Regions from separate parts of the Sus scrofa genome. Here region 2 is linked to region 1. The links are chromatin contacts, called in public Hi-C maps. All regions are on one chromosome and are shown on one strand. The core of a region is the stretch at or near the end of the contact, and the rest is flanking DNA. Distances in the headings are between cores, read along the strand shown.

Region 1 (5,395 bases), core at 2,078-4,577:
TCACATACTGGCTGTTAGCACTTTAGCCTGGTAGTGATTCCGGCCACTTGTGAATACATTTCACTGACCTCACATGGCCTCACTGAATGTCAGGGAGGCAGGGAAGTACAGTCCTACCATATGGTGGAAATGTTGGAGGACAAATGGAAATATTTAGTCAACAGCACTGCAATGTGTTAAAGATTAGACATTGTAGCCCAATTCTTTTGAAGTTTGTGTTCATTAGCAATTTGAAAAAAATGTGGTCAAACCTAGCAGTTTGGAAATTAAAACTAAAAAATCCCTAGGATGTGTGAATATGCGTCTCTTGAAATCATTTTTTCAATTTGAAACATTGAATTTGACGATATGCTTACACTTAATACATGTAAGCACTTAATGGCTGGGGCACAAAACATATGCTAAAACCATCTTGTCCACTGATCATATCAAAAGAAAAAGGCAGTGTCATGGCAAATAGGTTGAGTTAGCCTTAGATATATCATACTTGAAGGATCTTCTTTTCCAGGAGGGAGGCCATGGTTATCATTCAGAATTCTTCAGTCAAAGGCAATGAGCAGAGCTTGAATGAGTCAAAATTGCACATTCAAGTACTCCTGTAGAGATTTGTCGAATTTACAAAAGCATAATGTTTTTCTTAATACGTACTCTCCCTTGGTTTATTTTCACTTGTCAGCATTAATTGACAAGCAGCAATTATCGGCACTAATTGCTGTTTATTTCCTTTTGCAAGAAGTTATGTAGAAATTGATTTGAGGGACATTTAATGTGGAGAGAGATCTTACTCTATCCTGTAAGTGGATATTGTTCAGCTGTAAAACTGAAGTCCTCACCCTTACCTTGACTACCTACATAGGTATGTGAGGGTATGTGGGTGGAAGGAGAAATTAAGAATATAGTTATACCAGAATTACTTGTGAATATTAGCTTCTTAGGAGATAACTCATTATTTTCTGGAATGAAAATCACTGTCAGTATGAATGAAAATACATACGTAAGTTGAGGAAATCTAAGAGCAGTATCTGTGTGACCCACAGAATTTGGCCAGTAATTGCTTTTTCCTGTGTTTTGATTTTATTGTACAAGACTATCTCCTTCCATGTCTTGCGTGTAAGTTAAATATGTCCAAGTACTTCTTTTAGCTTTTTCTCCCAGTAATTGTGCTGACCATTAGCGAGAGATATATTGTATAAATGAAATATTAAATATGGAAATCAAACTATTCCATAAAAGTAAAATTTCTTAAAGGAGAAATAGGCATTAACTATTGGTCTGCTTTTTTCATTTAGCAACCTGTCTTACGGAACATCATTCTTTTGCCTCACAGAAAACTTTCTAAATTGTTCAGAATGCCTCAAAGAACAACTGATTTTGGATGTACCATGTTTATCTCCCTTTAAAGGCAGGCTCTTTGTGGCAATAGGAGGGAAGGAAAAGATGGAGGGAGAACCTTGCAGTATTGGTTTATGTGGTGGAAAGTTAAAGGGCATGAAAACATTAAAATTACTATTGAGCATGTGAATATTAAGTTCCTTTTCTTGGTTGTGTGGTGCATGTAGAGGAGAGTTCAAAGATGATACATCCCATAATTCCCCTCTCCTCTATTGTGTAATCAACCAGAAAGTATTTATCAAGTACCTATTAATTTAAGTTACCTGTGGCTCAGTTTTTGTTTCTGCTCTGCTTTCCCTGCCCCCCCTCTCCCTGAGCAGCTCCCAGTCTGTCCATCATAAATATCAGTTTTCCATTTGCATTAAATATATCTTCCCTCTAATTGGCCTCACACAACTTTTCCTTTTTGGCACCCAATACATGTGAACAAGTAGCGGTGCCTCTTCAACTTGCAAGCTCATGCAAAAGAAACACACACACACACACACACACACACACACACACACAGAGTTAGATATATTGTATCTTATCAGCCCATTTACATTCTGAGGAATCAGAGTAGTTTGTTATTCTTTCTGAATTCATTGACTTGATCCATCGGTCACTATGTTTCCCATATGCAGCAGCAGGTGTAAAGAGATCATTAACTTAACAAATGATTAACATTTATGAGCTAAAAAGTTGCCCCTTGTGGGTATTTGAAATTAAAGAAGTAAAGCATTAATTCTCTTTGACCTGAGCAATTCAAGATTCCAGCCTCACTCCCTTTATAGATGAGGCTGGGAAGAAGTGAGTGTGATGAGATGACAGTGTGTGCCCGATGAGTTAAAACCAAACATGATTTCAGCAGATGAAGGGAAAGGGGGAAGCCTGCATTCAACTGCCTGCCTCAGAGATGGTGAGAAGACTTGAATAGCGATAGACACAGGAAGTCTGTTCTTATGAACCATGGGTGTGTACAAAGGAATCAGTTTGTGTTCTGTGAAGAAATCCAGGGTCTAGGTCTGAGCCATGTGGATCAATAAATGTCACACCAAGCATACCTAATCTCATACCTTAGAAAACATCTCATACCCTCACCAGTTGTCAGCAAACCCATGACCACAGCTAGTAAAATAACTCCAAAAGCAAATCCAGCTGGCAGAATTTGCACGAATAAATGGGTGACAAAAGAGCAAAAATGGGTAAGTTTTACAACCTCGTTTCCATTAGGCCCCACACTATCCTGCTTCCTTTAGAAATAAGTAGAAGTCTAGAGGTAAAGCCTGGCATTAAATTCTCCAGTGATGCAGGAATAAGTGTTAACAGCTGTGCCTTGGTGCTTTCTCCCCGGCTTTGTCCTGGAAATATTTCACCATTTAAGAGGAACTGATTACATACCTTGGGGAAAAATTTTTCTCTATTGTGCAAATCCACGTAAATCTTCTCATTTTCCTCCTCTTTTCAGAATTAAGTCACACAGGTATCTGTAAGGCTTTTCCAAATACTTTGTTAAGCCTGAAAAACATTTTCCCCAAACTTAAAGCTTGTCCAAATGACTGCTGATCATAGCCAAAGTGAGCATGTCTGCACATATGGAGTGAAGCCAGTTTTTAAAGTGTGGGTGGCCGTGTCTTTAAGACTCAGGATGCTTCGCGCGGTAGTAGGAACCATCAGGGATCAACTTGAAATTCTTGAGAAGCAAAAAGAATTGGGGAAAAGATCAAGCCAAAGAAGATAGCCTCCCCTTTCATCTCTCACTGACGGCATAAATGCTTGCCTTACTGTGTTGTTTATTGTTTCTTCCAGATAATCTTTGCGTACTCAGTCTGTGGAGTATAGAGTCATTGGCCTGGACTCATTTTTTCCTTCCTGGTGATATAAATAGACTGATGATGCCCAATGCTCTCTGCAGTCCCTGCATCATTCATACCCTCCGCCTCCTTTCTAGGTCACGAAGCTTTTAAAAAAATCAGCAGCAGTAGCAGCATGTGAGAGGATGAGCATATGACCCCTTCCTCTCACCTCCAAGCCGTGCCTTTGATAGCATCCAGACAGCTGTTGTGTGGAAACATGACATTTGGGGTGGCTTAGGAATATCAGAGGGAAAAAACAGCCATTCTTAACAAAGGGCTTAAAAATAGCATTTTCCCCTCCACTTCTTCTCCCCCACATGCCTGAGACAAAGCCCTTCCCATCCAAAGCATAACAAAGGATTTGTACTTTATGAGAATTTAAAGCACTGCCCCTCCCCCCATACATATCGGCTTTGCCCAGTCATATAAGCTCACATCATGGGAAAATGTCATCTTCCTTATTCCTTTTTCCAGTCACAGGAAAACAGTCCTGCTTCTAGACAGTCATTTATTATCGAGTGCCTCTTGAGTGGTGAGCAGTATATTGAGTGTTTTGAGATGGGGCGTGGGAAGGACATTATTTTGTGTTCTCCTAAAGCGTCTTTGCTTGGCTTATCAACCCTTCCTAGGAGGGTTAATTCCAAGAGATCATTTTCTGTTTGCATAAGACTGGGGACAAGGTGGCTGAGTAGTGGAGGCCATGCCCCTCTGGTCCATGAATGTATGTCCTGGACCCCTACTTACTCATCACTTGCTTCTTGGTCTGACCCTGTCAGAACTCTTTAGTGACCATTCATACACTCTTTGAGTAAATATCCATCCGTCTGTATGTCTGTCTATCTATCTATCTTTTTAGGACCGCACCTACAGCATGTGGAAGTTTGCAGGCTCAGGGTCAAATTGGAGCTGCAGCTGCAGCCTATGCCGCAGCCAAGGCAACTCCAGATCCCAGCTGCATCTGCAACCCATGCTGCAGCTTGTGGCACCACTGGATCCGTAACTAACTGAGCGAGGCTAGAGATCAAACCCACATCCTCTTGGACACTATGTCAGGCTCTTAACCCACGGAGCCACAATGGGAACTCTAGAGTACATATTTATTGAGTGCTTACTCTGTGTCAGGCTAGCCTAAGCATTTAGAATACCACTTAACAAGGAGGTAAAGCTTCTGTTCCCACTTTGAATTTTGTTCTAGTAACTCATGTTGCAGGTGGAATGAGTGCCAGGAGGAAAAATATAGCAGGCTGAGAGTTTATGTAATATTTTATGTTAAGTTGTTCAAGGAAAGATTGAATGATAAGGGGAGCATGCAGGTGCACATCTGGGGGAAATGCATTCCAGGCAGAGAAAAACGCAAGTGTAAATCTCACAGGTGAGGGTACAGCCTAGGAACAAGGGCACCAGTGGTGTGATGAGAGGTTGTAGAGGAAGCAGTAGGCCATCCATGGAGGCCCTTGTAGGCCATGTTGAGGCCTTTGGATTTCTTTCTGGCCCAGATATGACATCTCAGAGGGAAGGCATGTTCTGACTTACTCTTCAGAAGACTAACATGACACATTGGCCATAGGTGGACAAGGGTAAGAGTGTCCTTGTAGTTTGATGAGGACATCAAATGTATGTCTATTTCAAAAGGAGATATATGTCAACATTTTGAGCCAGTCAGATCTTGCAAGAGGGTAGGAAATGTAGCATAACAGCAGGCTGGTACCGAAGAAAGATTGAGTGTTTACTTGGGTCCAAGGCAGTCTCCAGTTTTCAATTCAGGCTGAGTCAGAGGATGAAGATGAAGAGCCCAGTTACCTGCAGAGACATGGGTCATTTTTACAAAGCTCGCTGTTTAAATCTGAAATATAAATCAAACCTTTTTATCCCTTCAAATATGTCAGCAAAAATTATAGTATCTGTAAATATGACTTGGTCACTTGAAAAAGGCTGTAGAGGGCACAAGTGATTGTAAAATATCAGATATTTATGAATGTGGTTCTATGGGATTTCCTATCATGGCTCAGTGGTTAACAAACTCGACCAGTATCCATGAGGATGCAGGTTCAATCCCTGGCCTTGCTCAGTCGGTTAAGGATCCAGTGTTCCTGTGAGCAGTGGTTTATGTTGCAGACTCAGCCTAAATACCGTGTTGCTGTGGTTGTGGTGTAGGCCAGCAGCTATAG
Region 2 (5,395 bases), core at 2,112-4,611, 81 kb before region 1:
AACAATAACTTTCTGTTTGTGATGTTTGTTGAGAATTGGGAGAAACCAGGACATTGCCTCTATAGTATTAATGAAAACCTTGAGAATGTCATTAACATACAAACCTAGTGTTTTTGTTTTGCTGCCATTAACAAATGCCATTCTTATATTTTTTTTCTGGCACAGTGTTGCTTTACTATCTGCATGCCATCTCTTACAAGTTTAGTTTGTATGATGATTTATTGTTGTTGTTTTTCCCTAAAGAACGGAGTTAATTGTTGGGGGTAGAGTATAGGGAAGATCGAAATATTCTGAAATTCTCCTTACTGTTCCTTTCTGTCTAACCTTGATATATGCCTGGATTTTAACTTTTTTTTTTCCTTTTCATGTGCTATTTTTGATGTCAGCGGATATTAGCATGATATTCCAATCAAGGCTTTTCACTCTTAAACGTTTCAGGTAGGCTCTGGCATATAAATCATACATGTAAAAAGAAAACTCAAAAAAGTATGTGTGCAGGCTAGGGGCCTCATTTGTCTTTGGCAGAGGCATCACTGCTCCTGTTTCCTTAACTAGTAAACAGATGGTGTCCACTGCCATTGACTAGATGCCCAACTTGTTTTCCATGTGGCAGTACAGTTCTGGCCATCTGATGGAGAGGAGCTGTATCATCACAGCTCCTCATACCTAATTTATGTCATAAAATGACTATTAATACCTGCCCCAAACTAGAGGAAGCTGTTTACCATGAAGCTAAGCTTAAGACTTAAGCCTTTCTCCTTCCCTACCCTCATGAATTAATTTTACTTCAAGGATCTCCTTTGCCTTTTCTTTATATTGCTTCAGCTTTACACATAAAAATACAGTGGGATATTGAGCCAATTATCCAAATACTCCAGGTTCTAAACACACTTTAACCTGGGGTGTCAAGATAATTAAGACACAATTGGATTGTTATTAACATCATTAGTGAGGGCAAATGACATCTAAGGTAGCCATATTAAAAATGAACAAGCGTGGATTATCACATTCTTGAACTAGGTGTAAAAAGAAACCCTTGATGGACTTCTAAAACTCCAATGATTATTCTTCGTAGTAATAAGTTATCTTACATGGTTTTTCCTTTAGTTTCTCAAATACTACAGTACTGTGGTACATGAAATATGTATCCTGTAAATATAAATAACTAGGATCCTGATTTTTTTCTCATAAGCTTTATTAATGGTAGACATAGTATTTCACAACCATAGACAGCCTACTAAGATCTTTCCTATTGTTCACCTACCTGTCCTCACTGCTTTTCCCTTGAGATTTCTTTATACGGCTTTCTGATTGACTGTTTTGGCTTCATAACTTTGTACACCTTCTTGAGGCTAGGGTCACTTAATCTCAAAATAATTTGCCATCCAACATCAACAATTGTTCACTAATACTCTCATATACTTCCTTTTTAAAAAAATTTTAAGTAATACTAAAAAACCCCCTGCTCTTCCGTCCTACCTATCCTTAATAATGTTCTCATGGTCTAGGTTACTTGTTGAGATTTTCCATTATTTGGACCAACAGGAAAAGCTTGGGTTCTCTGTTGAAAACAGACCTTCCCACAAGAGCAGTCAAGGCCTCACAATGCCACCTGAATTTGGTTTGCTGTTGTACCTGACTTGAGAACCTATAAGCACCTTCGAATCACTCAGACAGTAGATGTGGCTGTCATGTTAATAACAGTGGGAAGTCAGTTGGCTCCTGTCGCCTGCCAAGTATCCAAGCACAATCCTTTTTTTTTTTTTTTTTTTCTTTTTTCCTTCCAACATCTTAGACAGCTCAACCTGAGGGCCAGCCGTAGACCCCCGCGGTCCCCCGGCTGCAGCGAGCTGGGCAGTTCACGTGCCTCAGCAACCCATTCCCCAGAGTGCTGGCTGCGCAGCACCGCTCTGGGGAAAGGAGCTCTGGTGCTGAGAGTAGCGCCTCCTCCGGGGGAGGGCCGGGAGCTGGCCTGCGCAAGCTTTCCTAGGGAGTTGCCTTAAAGAAAGCAAGCGGGATTGCAGATAGCTCCAGCTGCCTGCTTTTTAAATACAGTTTTAAGCAGCGTCTTCACTCCCTTACCTTCTGCAAAATTGCAAATCACTACCAACCTCGCACCAAAAAGAAGGGGGCGGGGGTGGGTGGGAGGGGGGAGAGCAAATCTCCTTCTCCCTTCTCACTTTCCCTTCCTTTCCAGCTCTCTCTTCCTCCCTTCCTTCTGCCGCAGCCGCTTGTCTCTCGGACTGTGTCTCTCTCCAACCGGACTTAGCAACTTCTTGCTTATTTCTCAGCCCGTTTTCCATTTTTTCCACCCTTTGCCATGAACTGGACCGACAGACGCAGGGGAGGCTGTGCTTTCTGCCCCAGGGAATGGCGATTCGCTTCCCGGGGCCGTGCCGGGGAGGATCGGCAGAGAAGAAAGAAAGAGTGATAAAGAGCTGCTGAAAGGAAGAGAAGGGGGACCTCCGTCTGCCGCGGGCCCCGCGCGCAGTAGCGCCCGGGATGGTCCCGAGCTCTCCCCGCGCCTTCCGCGCCTCCAGTGGCTGCGGTCCCCGAGCGCTGGACACCTTGGGCAATCTTTAAAAATCCCAAAGTAGGGAGAGACCCTGGAGGACTGAAGTCGGGGGTGGGGGTGGAGCGGAGAATTTTGCAGAGCTTTTCCAAGAGAGAAAAAGAGGAAGTCTGATTCTTTCTGCCTGTGCTAAGCTTTTAACTTGAAGGCGTCTCTTTGGAGCATCTAGTATTCTCCAGGAGTTGCCGAAAGCTGAAACTTTCGACGCTCCCAGGCTGGGAGGAGAAGGAGGGATTCCGAGGGTGGGATTGGGAGGAGGGCGAGCGGGCGTGTGTGCGTGTCTGTGTGTGTGTGTGTGTGGCGGGGTGGGAGTGCCTGGGGGACCTCGGGGACTCCGCGAAGAGGGCGCACCATGGCAGCGCCGGGCAAGGCCGCGCGCGTCGGGGCTAAGCCCGGCCACGGGGAGGCGAGGCCGGCCCCCGCAGATGGCCGGGACAAGCACCCTCGCGTCGCCACCGCACCGCCGCGGGACTCGGGTTGCCGCGGCTGCTGGGGAGACCTGGTGCTGCGGCCGCTCCGGCGCTGCCGGAAACTTTCCTCCGCGTTGTACGCGGGCTCCCTGTCCTTTCTGCTGGCGCTGTTGGTGAGGCTAGTCCGCGGGGAGATCGGCTGTGACCTGGAGCGGAGTAAGGAGGCGGCGGCGGCGGCGGAGGAGGAGGAAGCGGCCCCGGGCGCAGAAGGGGGCGTCTTCCCGGGGCCGCGGGGTGGTGCTCCCGGGGGCGGCGCGCCGCTCGGCCCCTGGCTGCAGCCCTCGGCGCTGCTCTTCAGTCTCCTCTGTGCCTTCTTCTGGATGGGCTTGTACCTCCTGCGCGCCGGGGTGCGCCTGCCTCTGGCCGTCGCGCTGCTGGCCGCCTGCTGCGGGGGGGAAGCGCTCGTCCAGATTGGGCTGGGCGTCGGGGAGGATCACTTACTCTCGCTCCCCGCCGCGGGGGTGGTGCTCAGCTGCTTGGCCGCCGCGACATGGCTGGTGCTGAGGCTGAGGCTGGGCGTCCTCATGATCGCCTTGACTAGCGCTGTCAGGACGGTGTCCCTCATTTCCTTAGAGAGATTCAAGGTCGCCTGGAGACCTTACCTGGCGTACTTGGCCGGCGTGCTGGGGATCCTCCTGGCCAGGTACGTGGAGCAAATCTTGCCGCAGTCAGCGGGGGCGGCTCCGAGGGAGCATTTTGGGTCCCAGCTGCTTGCTGGGACCAAGGAAGATATCCCGGTATTTAAGAGGAGGAGGCGGTCCAGCTCCGTGGTGTCCGCCGAGATGTCCGGCTGTAGCAGCAAGTCCCATCGGAGGACCTCTCTGCCCTGCATACCGAGAGAACAGGTAAGCGCCGGCAGCCCCTCTCTCGCGCCTATGGGGAAAACTTGAAACCCTTGAGATCCATCACAAAGTGGAGGGGATTCGATCGCTGGGAACAGAAGGAAAGATAGCTTAGAAAAGCGCTCTAACTTCAGCCTTAGTTGGAAACTAGCGAATTTCCCCCCTCCTCTCACGCAATATTTTATAACCTTGAACAACAGGAACACGAATAAGTAATAAAACTAGATGGCATTTGCAGGGTCTTCCACAGCTGGGCCAACTTTTTAGATTTGCTACACCTGGCGTATGGCGCCTTTGCACTTTTAAGTGCCCACATACTTTCCTCCTTTAGCAGAAATGTTCGAATTAAGTTTATTTATTTATTTTAATTTTTTTTTTAAGCAGTGGGTGATTTTTAAGACTTGGATTTTTACTAGGTTTCTATTTCTTTTTATAAAATTTCTTTCCTCTAAAGGGACAGGTAAACGTTTATGGAAGTCAGTAAAAATATTCTAGAGTACAAACAAAGAATACTTGAAGTGAGGTACTGATTATTTTCTGGTTTTGCAGTGTCTTAATTGAGGAGATTGTGTTTGGTGGTGCCCAGTTTGTTTTTAAATGTAATTTGGGGACATACATTATCACATGCTAATCTGTTTTGTTTATAAACTTCAATTTGGGGAATAGTTTTTCTTGCGCATCAGAATTTGTCAAAATTGTGGACTGTGCTTTAATGTAAACTAAAAAGAGACATTTCTCTTATGTATCTACATACTTAAGTGAATATTTAGAAATTCAAATGGATTTATGCAGGAAATATTAATTCAGGAGAGTATTTTTAAATCTGGTGATATAAGTATTTCAGGGAGGAGGAGGAATCTAGTATTATGAGTGAAGTTATTCCGGATAAAAGTTCAGTGAATTTTGGGGACCAGTAGCCTTATTATCATTAAGTGTTTTGAGACCCTTATAGCTGCTATAAGGGGCATTAAAGGAACAAATCCTAATTTTAAATGCAGATTGTATCTGAAAAGGAATACTTAGTGTTCACCTCTCTACTCCAAGCAGATTTGACACTTGGGTGGGGGTGGCAGAGAGCTGGTTATGTACAGCAAATGGAAATTTACACTTTCCCATTTAAATTTATGCTTGTGTACCTGTGGTGCTATTAGAACAACTTTAGGGAGTGAGAGACTACTCTAAGACATAGTGAGCTTTTTCTTTTTAGGTTATTCTGTGGATAATCATTTGGGTATTTCTAAGAAATAGCAGTCACCATATGGTGTAGTGGCCAGTTTGTTTCTGAAATGGAGTTGATTACACAGAATGTGGTTGTTTGACATTATTTAGCAGAATGGATGACAGCATCATAGTCTCTATGTTTGCTTTAAAACAAATGTACTTATTTAGCTTTTTGTTTAGATAAAGCAAATATTTCTTCGGTTTAGCTTACTCTGAGAATGAAGTTAAAAACAGGCCACTGACTGATACTTAGTTTTGCTAGAAATTTGGAAATCAGCAGAATAAAGTAA

The links. Hi-C and Micro-C count contacts between places; a contact is called where the count stands out from the background.
Region 2: a contact with region 1 is called in a Hi-C map of fetal heart ventricle, with 2.5 times the contacts expected there. The contact joins the promoter of PDE3A here to the enhancer-like site in region 1. A contact is called at or near these places in 3 of 47 Hi-C or Micro-C datasets (embryonic fibroblasts, fetal heart ventricle and heart right ventricle) and 1 of 2 datasets of contacts at active chromatin or transcription factors (skeletal muscle).

What each region holds. Positions count from the first base shown.
Region 1 is chr5:52,655,078-52,660,472 of Sscrofa11.1, reverse strand. The region is part of intron 2 of PDE3A (phosphodiesterase 3A); the gene reads left to right. Among named protein-coding and RNA genes, the nearest start is that of PDE3A, 80 kb to the left of the region's middle. Within about 2 kb of position 3,327, at least 8 of the 83 cell types and tissues checked have an H3K27ac peak or open chromatin away from gene starts, as enhancers often do.
Region 2 is chr5:52,735,737-52,741,131 of Sscrofa11.1, reverse strand. PDE3A (phosphodiesterase 3A) reads left to right here and starts at 3,361. Exons shown (of 17, transcript NM_213736.1): 1 at 3,361-3,492; 2 at 3,523-3,887. The coding sequence starts at 3,363.